Regions from separate parts of the Zea mays genome. Here region 1 is linked to region 2. The links are chromatin contacts, called in public Hi-C maps. All regions are on one chromosome and are shown on one strand. Each heading gives the region's core, a stretch centred on a gene start, on an enhancer-like site or on the middle of the called end of the contact. The rest is flanking DNA. Distances are from core to core; before and after follow the strand shown.

Region 1 (6,931 bases), core at 2,323-4,822, 540 kb before region 2:
AATTATAAAAGTAGCTTGAAGAAAAACTGTTTTTTTTGTGTTTTCTGCAAAAGATTGATTAATGACTTGCAGAAACTAAACCCACAAATACACCAATATACCAGCTAAATTATCTACTGGTACACTACTTAAGCAATACATAATTACTCCAAGAGAACTAAACTCACTAGTTACACAAACCTTATGGAACGACCCAACAGTCATTAAAAACAAACTGACATGAGAACAGGGCATTCATAAAATTAGATTAACTACCTATACCTTATATCATAGAACAACCTGAGTAAAATGTAAGATTAATACCTCTATTGCAGCTTGAACTGCACTGGCATCCTCAAATTCTACAAAGCCATAGCAAAACCCTTGGATCTGTGTTGATTCAACAGAAACGCAAAGACAAATTAGAGAGTTAGACTCACTGAAGGCTCTTAGTTTTTTTAGAAAAATGTGAAGAAAAGCATGCACCTTGTTGCTTCTAACTTGGATGCCTTCATGTTTAATGGTTCCAAATCTCTTGAACTCTTCCTCTAATTGTTGTGGTGTGGCATTTAATGGCAGACTTCGCACATATATGGCATGTGCATCAACTTTGAAGATGGTTGTAAAGCAGATCATCAGATGATGCCAACTGAAGTCAAAGTTTTAGCTCCAATTTTGGGTTTAGATGATACCTTCTGGATCTTGAAAGCCGCCGCTCTGAGGATTAGGGGAGAAAGCTGGAGCCTCAGTAACTGGAGTGGGGGCAGGAGAGGCTTGCTTCTCTGTTATTGGGGGTGCAGGTCTGGAAGGAACTGCAGGTGCTAATGGCCGATGTTCTTTCATGACTTTTACCTGGAGCATAACAAAAAAATGTCATCTTAATGCTACACAGGTGACAAGTCACAACTAACATCACAAAACAAGAAAGCCTAAAAATTTCTTCACCAGAAGGCAACCCCATTATAAGTAAAACAATAGGGCCGCGAGAATTAACATGAAAATAACAAACGTTTATTCATGTTCCAAACCAAAGAGTTACTTTAGAAGATTTATCATATGGTGTGCCAGTAATTGTTCAACAGATCACTTAATGCAGTGTTGACACTAAGAATTAGAGACTTCACAACATTTAAGCTTCAGATTACAGACAACGTTGGGAATATGGCAAAATCTCCTCTTTCCTAACACAGATTCACTATAATGTTACAAAATATAACAAGAAATCCCAAAAAGGATTGAAATTTTTGCCTCGTACGGCCAGATAATATTGTAAGGGCTTATTAGATTTGTGCCATTATAATTTTACTGTTTTTGAAACACATCATTTCTATTCAAGAAACTATATCCCTGCCATTAAAACTCTACATATGTTTGAGATACACCATTATGTACGGCTAGAAACATCTTGGGCCCACTGCCAGGCTATGGAGAGGTACCATACATTTCTATGGGTAAGATTGCTCCATCCTCTTCTCATTCATATTCACCCTCCCTCTATATACCTTTTCCATTTCCGATCATAGGCACACGCCAAGCGCAAGTGGGGGCCTGCTGCCAACAGGCAACCGCATCAATGAAGGCGGAGAAAGCAGCGGTAGTCACGACCAGCGTCAACAGAGACAAGGTAATGACAAATGAAGATCCCTTAAGCACCGTGCATGAGATCCAGTTCTTCCCCAGCTGCGCACACATGCAGCACTGTGCCTGTATCACGTCATGTGTCTCCCTGTCCTCCTCGGCCTCCAGCAACGCGATCAGCCACACCCATAGCCTCATCAAGTAGGAGCACGGGATCGTGCACTTGAGGTTCTTGGCCACAGATTCCTCTCCCACAAAGATGAAGGACTAGGCCTGCAGCACTCAAGCTCCATTGTCCACCATGGCAGTGGAGGCAAGAAACCATGGCTGCAGCGGCGCGGGCGAGGTGGGAGTTGCATTTCCCAAGCCCACCCAAGGCATTTTAGCACAAAAGGTAGAGAAGGAGGGAGACTATGAGGAAGGCTGGAGAGTGGGCCCCACATGTCAGTGAGTGCAAGAGATAAGAAGGGGTAATCTTGTCCATACGGATATATGGCACCCCTCCATATGCCTGACATTAGGACCAAGTCATATCCAGGCGTAAATATTGGCATATCTCAAATATATTTAGAATTCCATCAGCAGAGGCATATTTTCTTCAATAGTAATGGTGTGTTTCAAAAAAGGTAAAATTATAATGGCACATATCTAGTTAACCAAATGCATGCACAACTTATGGTACTGATTTTATTCCATGATGTTGAGCATGATACAAGAAAATGAATGGTTTTTGAAAACTTACAATTGAAGCATATGACTTCTTTGGTGCCTCCTTCAATGGTACAGGAGGGGATGAAATTGGTGGAGCCACTGCAACATTATTTGGCACTTCATTTATGACATCAGGAACCGGCGTTTCCTCAGCAACAGGCTTCTCCACATCACTTAGCGAGTTACAAACCTCCCCGTTCAGAACTTCCTCCTTTGGATTAAGTGCAGGCTCGGCCACCTGGCACTCAGGCTGCGGCGAAGCATCTACAAACAGACAAAGAAAGAAATCGGTTCAAACACATGATCACAGCAACAAAACAGTTTGAAAGATGTTACACTGCTACGCACCCTGAGGAACAGTCGTGGCGTCTCCTCCGACAGTGCCGTTGGCCAGGATAGGGGCAGAGGTGGTCGTCTCCGCGTCCGCAGCAACCTCAGGTGCTGGCTGCTTCTCAGCCCCCTCGTCCCCTCCCCCCTCCCCAACGTAGCGCAGTATGTCGTTGAGCACAAAGTAGCCCTTCTCCTGCGGCGCGAGGAAGAAGGACTGCACGAACTGGCGGCTGACGCTGTTCCTCCCCGTAAGATGACCCATGACGAGCACGCTGACGCCGCCACAGAGCGATTCCTGCGCGTCCACCGCCTTGATCTCCGCCCGGTCGATACCCATGGACACGATCTTGTCGTTAATCGCCTGCAGAATCAGACGCGCATACACGCAATCAGAGGCACACGCCACCCCAAAACCACTCCATTGCGGTGAGAATTAGGCCTGGGGCGACCAGATCTGGTCCGCGGGGGAGTAAGAGACGCGCGTGGGCGAGGAACTTACGTCCATGGTGGTGACCGTGTCCATGCCGTCGGCACCGGTGCCGGCGGGGCGCCCGAGGCAGCTGGCCTCCTGGTAGAAGCGGTAGACGAGCTCCGGCGACTGGTGCAAGATGTTGTAGTACTGATGCACGAAGGCGTTGCCCACCTGCACATAACAAGAGGAGGGCCGCGGCCAAGCACGGTGCACGAATCGAGTCAGCGCGGATCCAGCGGGCGAGGTCGGCCCCGGCGGCGGCCGGATCGGGGGACGGTGAGCTTACCACTTGTGCCGGCGGCGGAGCTCCAGATGCCGCGGCTGCGGCAGGGGGCGGCGGCTGCGACGCCATCTTGGGAGATCGAGGGGTTAGGGTTTTGCGAGGAAGTGGGGCCGGAGCAAAAGGGGCACGTCAGGACTCGGGAGAGGAGGCGGGGCTTGTCCCTGGTGTCTCTTTTCCCGCAAAGCTGGCGAGATGAAACAGAGAGGAGAGGGAAAGGTTGATGGCGGCTGCTGCAGCGGCGGGGTTAAATAAGGGTACGGGCGCGGCGGCGGGTTGGGGCAGTGGCACGTGCGGCCAAGAGTGCTTCAGGAGCCGTGGGCCGTGGGCCGTGGCATGAAACACGGGAGAGCGGAGGCTGGACGGCCGTGATGGGGATGGGTGCGTGCGTGGGTGACGCGAGAGGCGCGGGGTTTTTCTGTTTTTGTGACAAGGGATTGTTTGGTAACTTTGTTTGTTAAAATTATAGTTTATAATACCATTGTTTAAAATATATCACGATATAACTATGATATATTTTATCTCTACTAATTCTTAAGACGGTAGTGTAGACCATGCACAACCATGCCCCCACCTATATCCCAACCGTCCATTTACGTCCACCAAATCACCACCGTCCATTTCCATCCCCGCGCAGACGCCCAGCGCGCATACGACCCCGCCCACGCGCAGCCGACCCGCAGCGCGCAGCCGCTCCCGCGCAGCGCGCATCCGACCCCGCACCGCCCACGCGCAGCCGAGCCCGCGCAGCAGCCCCCGCAGCCGAGCCCGCGCAGACGAGCTCCCGCAGCCGACCCGCCCCCGCAGCAGCCCCCGCAGACGAGCCGCCCCCGCAGCCGCGCGCAGCCGAGCCCGCATCGCGCAGCCGAGCCCGCGCAGACGAGCCCCCGCAGACGACCCGCCCCCGCAGCCGCGCGCAGCCGAGCCCGCATCGCGCAGCCGATCCCGCGCAGACGAGCCCCCACAGACGACCCGCCCCCGCGCAGCGCGCAGCAGAGTCCGCGCAGCAGCCCCCGCAGACGACCCGCCCCCGCAGCCGCGCGCAGCCGAGCCCGCATCGCGCAGCCGCCCCCGCCGATTCCCCCGCACTGCGCGACTCATCCGATATCCGCGCATTCCCATGGCGCCCCGAATCCTCATCTTCAAGCCGCGAACAAACAAATCCCGCTCCGACCGCGATCCCCACGCCGTTCTCCCCGTCAACTACCACCTCCTTAACTCTCACGCCATGGATTGCAGTGATATACCCGCCATCTGTGCCGTCAAAGAGCTCATCTCCATCACATCCCGACGTCGTCCCCATCCGTCTCGCCCCGCCCCGCAACCAAAATCCTCGTGCGATCGTGAGCCCCTTGCAGCGGCGCGGAAGATCGTGAGCCACCAGCCGACGGGATATCGGTCGCGAGCTCCGCGTAGCAGAAGCAGTGCCGATTTGCTGTCGTGGAAGCCCAACGACCTCGCCATCGCTGCCAGGTATTCCCATTGTATCATCAATTTGCTGGTATATGCATCCACCTTAATTTTATTAACACCCGTGCGATCGTGAGCCCCTTGCAGCTGCGCGGAAGATCTTGTTCAATCATCGCCGCCAGGTCCCCATACTAGCAGCGGCGCGGAAGATCGTGAGCCACCAGTCGACGGGATATCGGTCGCGAGCTCCGTGTAGCAGAAGCAGTGCCGATTTGCAGCCGTGGAAGCCCAACGACCTCGCCATCGCTGCCAGGTATTCCCATTGTAATATCAATTTGCTGGTATATGCATCACATTAATTTTATTATCACCACCAGTTACAGCATGACATCTTTGCCAATTATCATGTACATCCTAAGCTTTCAAGGTGATAAATTAGGCATGAAGAGTAAGTCATGTCAAATAGTCAGTATCCATACTTCTTATTGAAATGTTGATGTCCACCCATTCATGTTAGTAGTTGCTCCATTTGAATATAATCCTCCCGTTGTTAGTGGACTACCATGTTCAAGGCCACTTTGATTTAAAATGGACGTGTTCTCCAACAGTGTGGAAACACGTAAAATTTTAGGTGTGCAGTGATTAATATGGTTTATGATAGTAATTCTGTTTTTTTCTTTTCAATGTTTAATACTGAAAAGTACTTCACAAGCAGCTTACACATTTGCAAGTAACAACAGCTAACTCATTCTACCTTATGGATTTAGTCCGTCAACTGCTTTTCAGTCTGTTCATAGTCGACAGTATCAGCTAACAATGTCCACAGTTGTGCTGCCATTTCGATTCAGTGTCAGCCATCAATTTTGTTTTTATTAAAAGTACACCTACTATATGCAGGAGTGATATATCTCAGATATAGTATCCGTATAACCTGTACAGTTTACCAAAGAATCATGTATGTGGTATAATTTACTCTGCTAATTGTTCAGTTTTAGTCCAGTTATATGACATAGGTTAATTAATTTTTGTGTATTTGGGGTCTTTTTTGGGGTATAAATTTTATAAGCATGATTCCTGTATATAGATGTTGATGCTAAACTTGAGATACATGAAAGTGGGATTTAGGGTCCTCTCTTTTTGAATCTACTGAAGTTTAGATGTCCTCTTTATATAATAACTTTTGGTTTTCCCATCGGTGAGTTTAGTAAGATATGGTAAAATTTGTAATTAAAATATGACATGAGTTAATTCCATTGTGTGTATTGGGGGAATTTTTTGGGGTATAAAATTCTATATGCATGCTTCCTGTATATATAGGTTGATGCTAAACTTGAGATAACATGATAGTGGGAAGGCTTAGCTGGTAGTATACTTTGAGTACGGTGCGCTTGCATCCGTTCCCAACTCTCTTTCTCACTTGCTTCTCTTTCTGCTTCTTTAGTGGGTCTAACATTAAACACAAAGACAAAGACAAAGACCCTTTATTGCTCAGCAAATTTATCGTGCATTGGTGTTTAATAAACAAATATAATCAATGTACTAAACCTTGTTCTGCTTGCCCCCTCTACTCAATTATAAAAATTAAAATTTAAACATTGTTAAAGGATACAAATTTTCGATGGATCCCGTCGTATTGAATCGTGAAAGAGCTGCAGCGGACCGCCCAAAAAGGATGCCTATGTAAGTTATATTAAATGGTTACACACGATTTGTCTATCAAACTTATGACCCTATATTTAATCGAATGGTTAATATAGCTTCAGGTTGTTCGATGACTATCGTGATGAAGATTTTTATGGGCTACCGCGGAAGTACAATATTGTCGCTCGGGTAGAAGTTAAATTTCCTATTGAGCCACGTTATCGAGACAGCCAACATTTCATTTTGTCTGACATCAACGTAAGACAACATTTTCATAATTTCCTTTTCATAAATTATATATGACCTTAATACCATTGCCTCTTTAACTATTAAAATAATATTAGGGATCCAAGATCGAGGCCATGACAAGTTCATATGAGACGGTCAAACACTTCGATAGTTTGATCAACGAAAAACATGTTTACAAGATGCACAATGTAGAGTTCAGCATTAATTTAGGTGATCGTTTTCGACATATAAGTGGTCCCATGGAATTGTATCTCACCAGACAAACTGTTGTGGAGCCGTAC
Region 2 (6,386 bases), core at 436-2,935:
GCATCTAGGCATCTGCACGAGCACGATTGAGGCGATGCGCGAGACAAAACTATTCAATTGAACTGACAAATGAACCGAAGAAACTAACACCGAATTCGTCAATTTTGTGTTTTTTTGCGTCTAACTGATTGGCTCTTGATTTCTAGAAACTGAAGTTTATAAAAACAAACAAACCAAACCGAATTCTTGGTTTAAATTGATTGCCCACTCCAAAATTCCACACCACCATCTCTTGAGCAGCACGTCGTCAACCTAACCCCACCCTCCTCCCATCATCTCTGATGGCTCCTACTGCTCCTTGTCACCATGGTAACATGTCGAAGTGAGTTTTCAACATATCAATGCTTCTTACCCTCTGTACTCTGCCACCCATGTTAGTATCCCCACTGTCTCGACACCAAACCAACAAAATTCGATGAGCATCCTTCTAAATCCAAATATCTTCCACCCTTAACCCCCCCCACCCCGAAGTTTATGGAAACCAAATAAACTAAACCGAATTCTCGGTTCAAACTGATTGCCCACTCCTAAATTCCACACCACCATCTCTTGAGCAGCACGTGGTCGACCCAGCCCCACCCTCCTCACATCATCTCTAATGGCTCCCACTACTCCTTGTCACCATGGTAACATGTCGAAGTGGGTTTCCAACATCTCAATGCTTCTTACCGTCCGTACTCCGCCACCCATGTTAGTATCCCCACTGTCTTGACACCAAACAAGCCAAATTCTACGGGCACCTTCTAAAACTAGATATCTTCCACCCTTAACCCCCCACCCCCAATCTCCAAATTCCAAACCCTAGTCGACATTGAGAATCTTGGTCTTGTGGGGGTGGTCTCGAGGGATGGATCTCACCGTAATGGGAAAGAGAAAAAAATCAGGTATCATGTGGGCAGAGAAATACTCTAATAGTAGCAATCCTGAAAAACAATAACTACCTCATAGATCTAGCTATGCCTGAAAAACAAGTCACCAGCAATTGCATGACTTCTTTGGTCATTTTGAGTAAACGAACACCAACCAATTTAACTTTCACAAATCTAGCTATGCCATAGTACCCAGAAATACGTCCAGCAGCCAGCAAGCCTGTAAATGCCAGTTGATACATTCAATCCGATCATAACTTTAGCAAGCAAAATTTATGTAACAGAAAAAATGAAGTACAACAGCAAAACCTCACCCACACCAGGAATCATCAAATTATAAGACGAAATTCTACCCACAGTGTGTAAAGCCTAATTTAGAACGGCAGAACCAGTCTCCGTTCATCCCAAAGCCAAACTTTGCAACCCATCAATGGGATGTTCATGGAACAGAGACCTCACCTCCGTAGCATCCAGCAACGATGGCGAGGTTCGCGGCGTAGGTGACAGCGGCGCGGGCGGCGCCAAGGCGCGCCCGGTGCCGCGACAGCAGCCCGAACGCGGCTCCAAGCACACCTGCACAGCAACCGAATCGACAAAACTTAAACGAGGAACGCCTGCCCAGCGCAGGACCTGACCCGAGAAACGTAAACGAGGACGGGAATGGAGACGACTCACCAGCCGCGACGGCCGGCAGAATGATCCGTTCCCTCCAGTCGGCGAGGAACGAATCGGTAGATCCCGGCGTCCCTGAGCCGGCAGCCTCATCGGTAGGAGCAGCCATCCTCGTGACGCCGGCGGCGGTTTTTGACTCGAGGTGACGGTCGACGGAGCACGGCTTGGGTGTTGGAAATTCGGGCTACGAACTTGCGTGATTCGGCCCGCTGATTTGTGAACTGCGATGGGCCATGGCTCATGGGCTAGGCAAGGAGGCCTGTCGGCATAGAGACGGGTTTGTTTGGTTATCGCCTGAGCGCTGGTCAGTCAACTCAATTTAGGCCTTGTTTGGGTAAAAAAATGATTGAAGTGAATTGAAGTGTATTTTAGGGTTTGAAACAGAAATTAGTTCATATTACACTTCAATACACCTTATATTACCTCAATCCACTCCAATCCAAGATTAGTGAAACAAGCCATGAAAACGAGTCGGGTATACCCGCCGGGTACCGGATACGGATAGTGTAAATACCCGTTTTTCGGATACGGATACGGATATTTTTATATTCGGAACGGATACGGTTAATACCCGGATAGTGCAGCTTCGTATTCGGGTCGGATACGGAGCCAATACTACCCGGTAAATACCCAGATATTCGGGTCGGATACGGGTACCCATTTTTTCTTTTTCTGCATAATAATATAGTTATAAAATCATAACTTTTACATATGAAATCAGATGAAAATAAAGTTTATATGAAAATTTATGAGCTCGGAGAGATCTATAACTTTGTAGTACATCACATTTTTGTTTAAACACATCTTTAGGTCAAAATCATTGAAATAGTGTTCAAATTTATATCAAATTAATAGGCTTTATCATTTTCATGTGGGGACTCAAGGTTATCTCCATGTGAGAACTGAAGGTTATTTTTTTTATAGACTATTTATTAGTATTGGTAACTTTTTTCAATTTTCCGTCGACGCTACAATATTTTTATGAATTTAATTGTATTTTGATGATTTCCTACAACAAGAAATTAATAATACACCAAATAGCCTCAAATTTTTAAAAATTTTACGAAGGCACACCATATGTTCATATATAACCATAAAAATGTTTGGATCATAAGATCTATAAGAATCACTTGTTTCTTCCATTTCACTTTAACTTTTTTGTATGAGCTACATGTGAAACTGCTCTAAGTATCCAAAGTTTCAACATAATCAGTATTTTACTTTATCATTTTCATGTGAGGACTTGAGTTATCTTCGTATAGAATATTTATTAGTTTTTGTAACTTATTTGCAATTTTTGAGTGAAACTAGAATATTTTATGAATTTAAGTGCATTTTGATGATTTTCTATAGAAAATAATAATAATACAAAAATAGCCCAAACAATTCATAAATTTTTACGGAGACACAACACATATCCACATATAGTTCTCAAAAACATTTGGACTATAAAATCCACAAGATGCTAGTGTTTCTTCCATTCCACTCCTACTTATTGCGTGAGTTACACGTAAAATCACTTCATGTATCAAAGTTTCAACATAATCAATACTTCACTTAACATTTTTGCAATTTTGGATCGAACTAGTGTATTTTATGAATTTAATTATATTTTGATGATTTTATGTAGACATTTCTTCTATTTTATTTCCACTTATTGCGTGAGTTACATGAAATCACTCTAAGTATCCAAGTTTCAACATAATCAATACTTCACTTTACCATTTTTATGTGGGAACTTGAGATTATCTTCTTATAAAATGTTTATTAGCCTTGATAATTTACTTGCAATTTCGTGGCCGAACAAGAATATTTTATGATAACCAACTAATGTAATATCCGACAAGTATCCGATATCCGACCAAATAATATTTGTACCTTCTCATTATTCTATTTCTCTTTCTTTTCAACCAATCACTCTTTTCTTCCATCCTTTTTTTTACTCTTCGATATCTTTGAGTTCCCATTTTTCCCCTTCATCTAACATAATAAAAGACGAAATACAGGAAGAAACCCGGATAAATATCCGGTACCTGTATCTGTATCCGTCTCGTTTCTAACTATCCGTATCCGATCCCGAATCCGTTTTAAATACATTAGGGTAGGATACAGGATGAGCTACTATCCGTCCGTATCCGTCCGTTTTCACCCCTAACTCAATTCATAGTCCTACACATCTAAAATCGGACGTCTGGAATTGCTGCCTGGGCCAGGTAGGTTTCTCACTCTTCAAACCAAACAAGCCAAATGCACCATGAACCCGACTTCCCAAGCAATCCCATGTGTTTGGCTCGAGGGTGAATTAAATTGGGTTGCGTGATCAGATTGGATAAGGGCTCGTTCGTTTCGGCTGGATTGGCCTGATTTTGGACTCCTTCGTGATAGAATAAAATGGCTCGGTTTGAAATCTCTACTATATTAAAGCATTAGTTTCAATGGTCGTCTCGCGTCATCTTTTTACAAAGAACCCCTTGTATTTCTTCAAAATCAACTCGCGGTACCAGATCATATTCCATCCCTATCCTATTTGTTTGCACAACAGCGTTCGCAACAATTGTCGCCCTAGCAACAAACCTCGTCCATTTCGCAACAACCTCCACCCTGCTTCTTCTGTCGTTGCACCGCCACCGGCGAGGAGGATTAGGGCGCTCGCCTCCGGATAAGGATGTTCACTAGGTGATAAAAGTTGCATCGAGTCCAGCCAACTATGAACCTCCTCGGCGCCAAAAGGGACCGGGAGCCCGTCTCCTAGCTCACTCGTCTTCTGCTCCGACGCTAGCTCCGCTCCTCTCATCCCATGGGCGACGTGGCATTAACAGTAGATCTACCTAATGTGCTCTTTGTCTGGTCAAAGTTGTTCTCATCGGATTTATTATTGGTAGAGACCGCTCTAATTGTCGTGTTTTCTCAGGGGACGTCCACTGACTAGGACACATGCTTCTTGAAAGGGAAATGGACTTAAACATTTCTTATAATCGATTTTGGTGTTTGTCAACCATCACAAACCTTATGGACTAACTAGTTTGCCTAGTTGATCATTTCTCAGGTGCATAAGTTCATCTACAACTATTCTAAGTCGACTATCCGGAATACCGTTCGGGCCCTTGCGGCGGACCGTCCGCGACACCAGGGTGAGCCTTAGATGGGAACACTGCAAAAACACAAGTTAACACTATGGACTGTCCGATGGAGAAGCAAGCACCATCCAAGACCAAGCGCAGACCGTCCGGCCTTAGGCGCGGACCGTCCGATCGTTGAAAAACCCGAAGGTGACAGGTTCGGTAAAATTCATTTTTTGCGTCCTCGTGGACCGTGCGGGGTGCACGACCGGACCGTCTGTGACTGCTTTATCTGACATCTGACGACACATTAAATGTTCTATAGTCGTTATTGCTGACCGTTGCGATTTCAGCCGTTGATGTGCAGGGGTGGACCGTCCAGACTAGGGGCGTGTTAGATGGTTAGCTATATTTAGTTGACTTTAATGATAACAATGCTGCGCTAGACATTTGCTTAATTGCTAAGACCAATATGGGCTGGCTCTGGCATCGCCGACTTGCCCATGTTGGGATGAAGAATCTTCACAAGCTTCTAAAGGGAGAGCACATTTTAGGACTAACAAATGTTCATTTTGAGAAAGACAGGATTTGTAGCGCATGTCAAGAAGGGAAGCAAGTTGGAGCTCATCATCCACACAAGAATGTCATGATGACCGACAGGCCACTTGAACTACTCCATATGGATCTATTCGGTCCGATCGCTTATATAAGCATCGGCGAGAGTAAGTATTGTCTTGTGATTGTGGATGACTATTCTCGCTTCACTTGGGTGTTCTTTTGCAGGAAAAGTCTCAAACCCAAGAGACCTTAAAGAGATTCTTGAGACGGGCTCAAAATGAGTTTAGATTGAGAATCAAGAAGATTAGAAGCAATAATGAAACAGAGTTCAAGAACTCTCAAATTGAAGGATTTCTTGAGGAGGAGGGCATCAAACATGAGTTCTCTTCTCCATACACACCTCAACAAAATGGTATAGTGGAGAGGAAGAATAGAACTCTATTGGACATGGCAAGGACCATGCTTGATGAGTACAAGACACCGGATCGGTTTTGGGCAGAGGTGATTAACACCGCCTGCTACTCCATCAACCGGCTCTACCTTCACCGAATCCTCAAGAAAACATCATATAAACTCCTCACTGGTAAAAAGCCTAATGTTTCTTATTTTAGAGTTTTTGGGAGCAAATGCTTTATTCTTATTAAGAGAGGTAGAAATTCCAAATTTGCTCCTAAAGCAGTAGAAGGCTTTTTACTTGGTTATGAATCAAACACAATGGCATATAGAGTCTTCAACAAGTCCACTGGATTAGTTAAAGTTTCTTGTGACATTGTGTTTGATGAGACTAATGGCTCTCAAGTAGAGCAAGTTGATCTTGATGAACTAGATGATGAAGAGGCTCTATGCATCGTGCTAAGGAACATGTCCATTGGGGATGTGTATCCAAAAGAATCCGAAGAGCCTCCACAAGCACAAGATCAACCATCATCTTCCATACAAGCATCTCCACCAACTCAAGATGAGGAAATGGCTCAAGAGAACGAGGATGAAGATCAAGACGATGAGCCACCTTAAGAGGAGGACATTGATCAAGGGGGAGATGAAGAGGATCAAGATAAGGAAGATGGTCAAGAGATCCAGGATCAAAGACCGCCACACCCAAGAGTCCACCAAGCAATTCAAAAAGATCACCCCGTCAACTCCATACTTGGTGACATTCACAAGGGGGTAACCACTAGATCTCGAGTTGCTCATTTTTGTGAACATTATTCTTTTGTGTCTTCTATTC

The links. Hi-C and Micro-C count contacts between places; a contact is called where the count stands out from the background.
Region 1: a Hi-C map of ear shows a contact between it and region 2, with 2.5 times the contacts expected there. The contact joins the promoter of LOC100284101 here to the promoter of LOC100284331 in region 2. A contact is called at or near these places in 2 of 25 Hi-C or Micro-C datasets (ear and tassel).

The regions. Positions count from the first base shown.
Region 1 is chr2:80,419,720-80,426,650 of Zm-B73-REFERENCE-NAM-5.0, reverse strand. LOC100284101 reads right to left here and starts at 3,572. Exons shown (of 9, transcript NM_001156999.2): 1 at 3,357-3,572; 2 at 3,098-3,241; 3 at 2,617-2,959; 4 at 2,300-2,532; 5 at 672-831; 6 at 466-587; 7 at 304-369. The coding sequence starts at 3,422.
Region 2 is chr2:79,882,034-79,888,419 of Zm-B73-REFERENCE-NAM-5.0, reverse strand. LOC100284331 (mitochondrial import inner membrane translocase subunit Tim17 family protein) reads right to left here and starts at 1,685. Exons shown (of 4, transcript NM_001157226.2): 1 at 1,545-1,685; 2 at 1,329-1,442. The coding sequence starts at 1,650.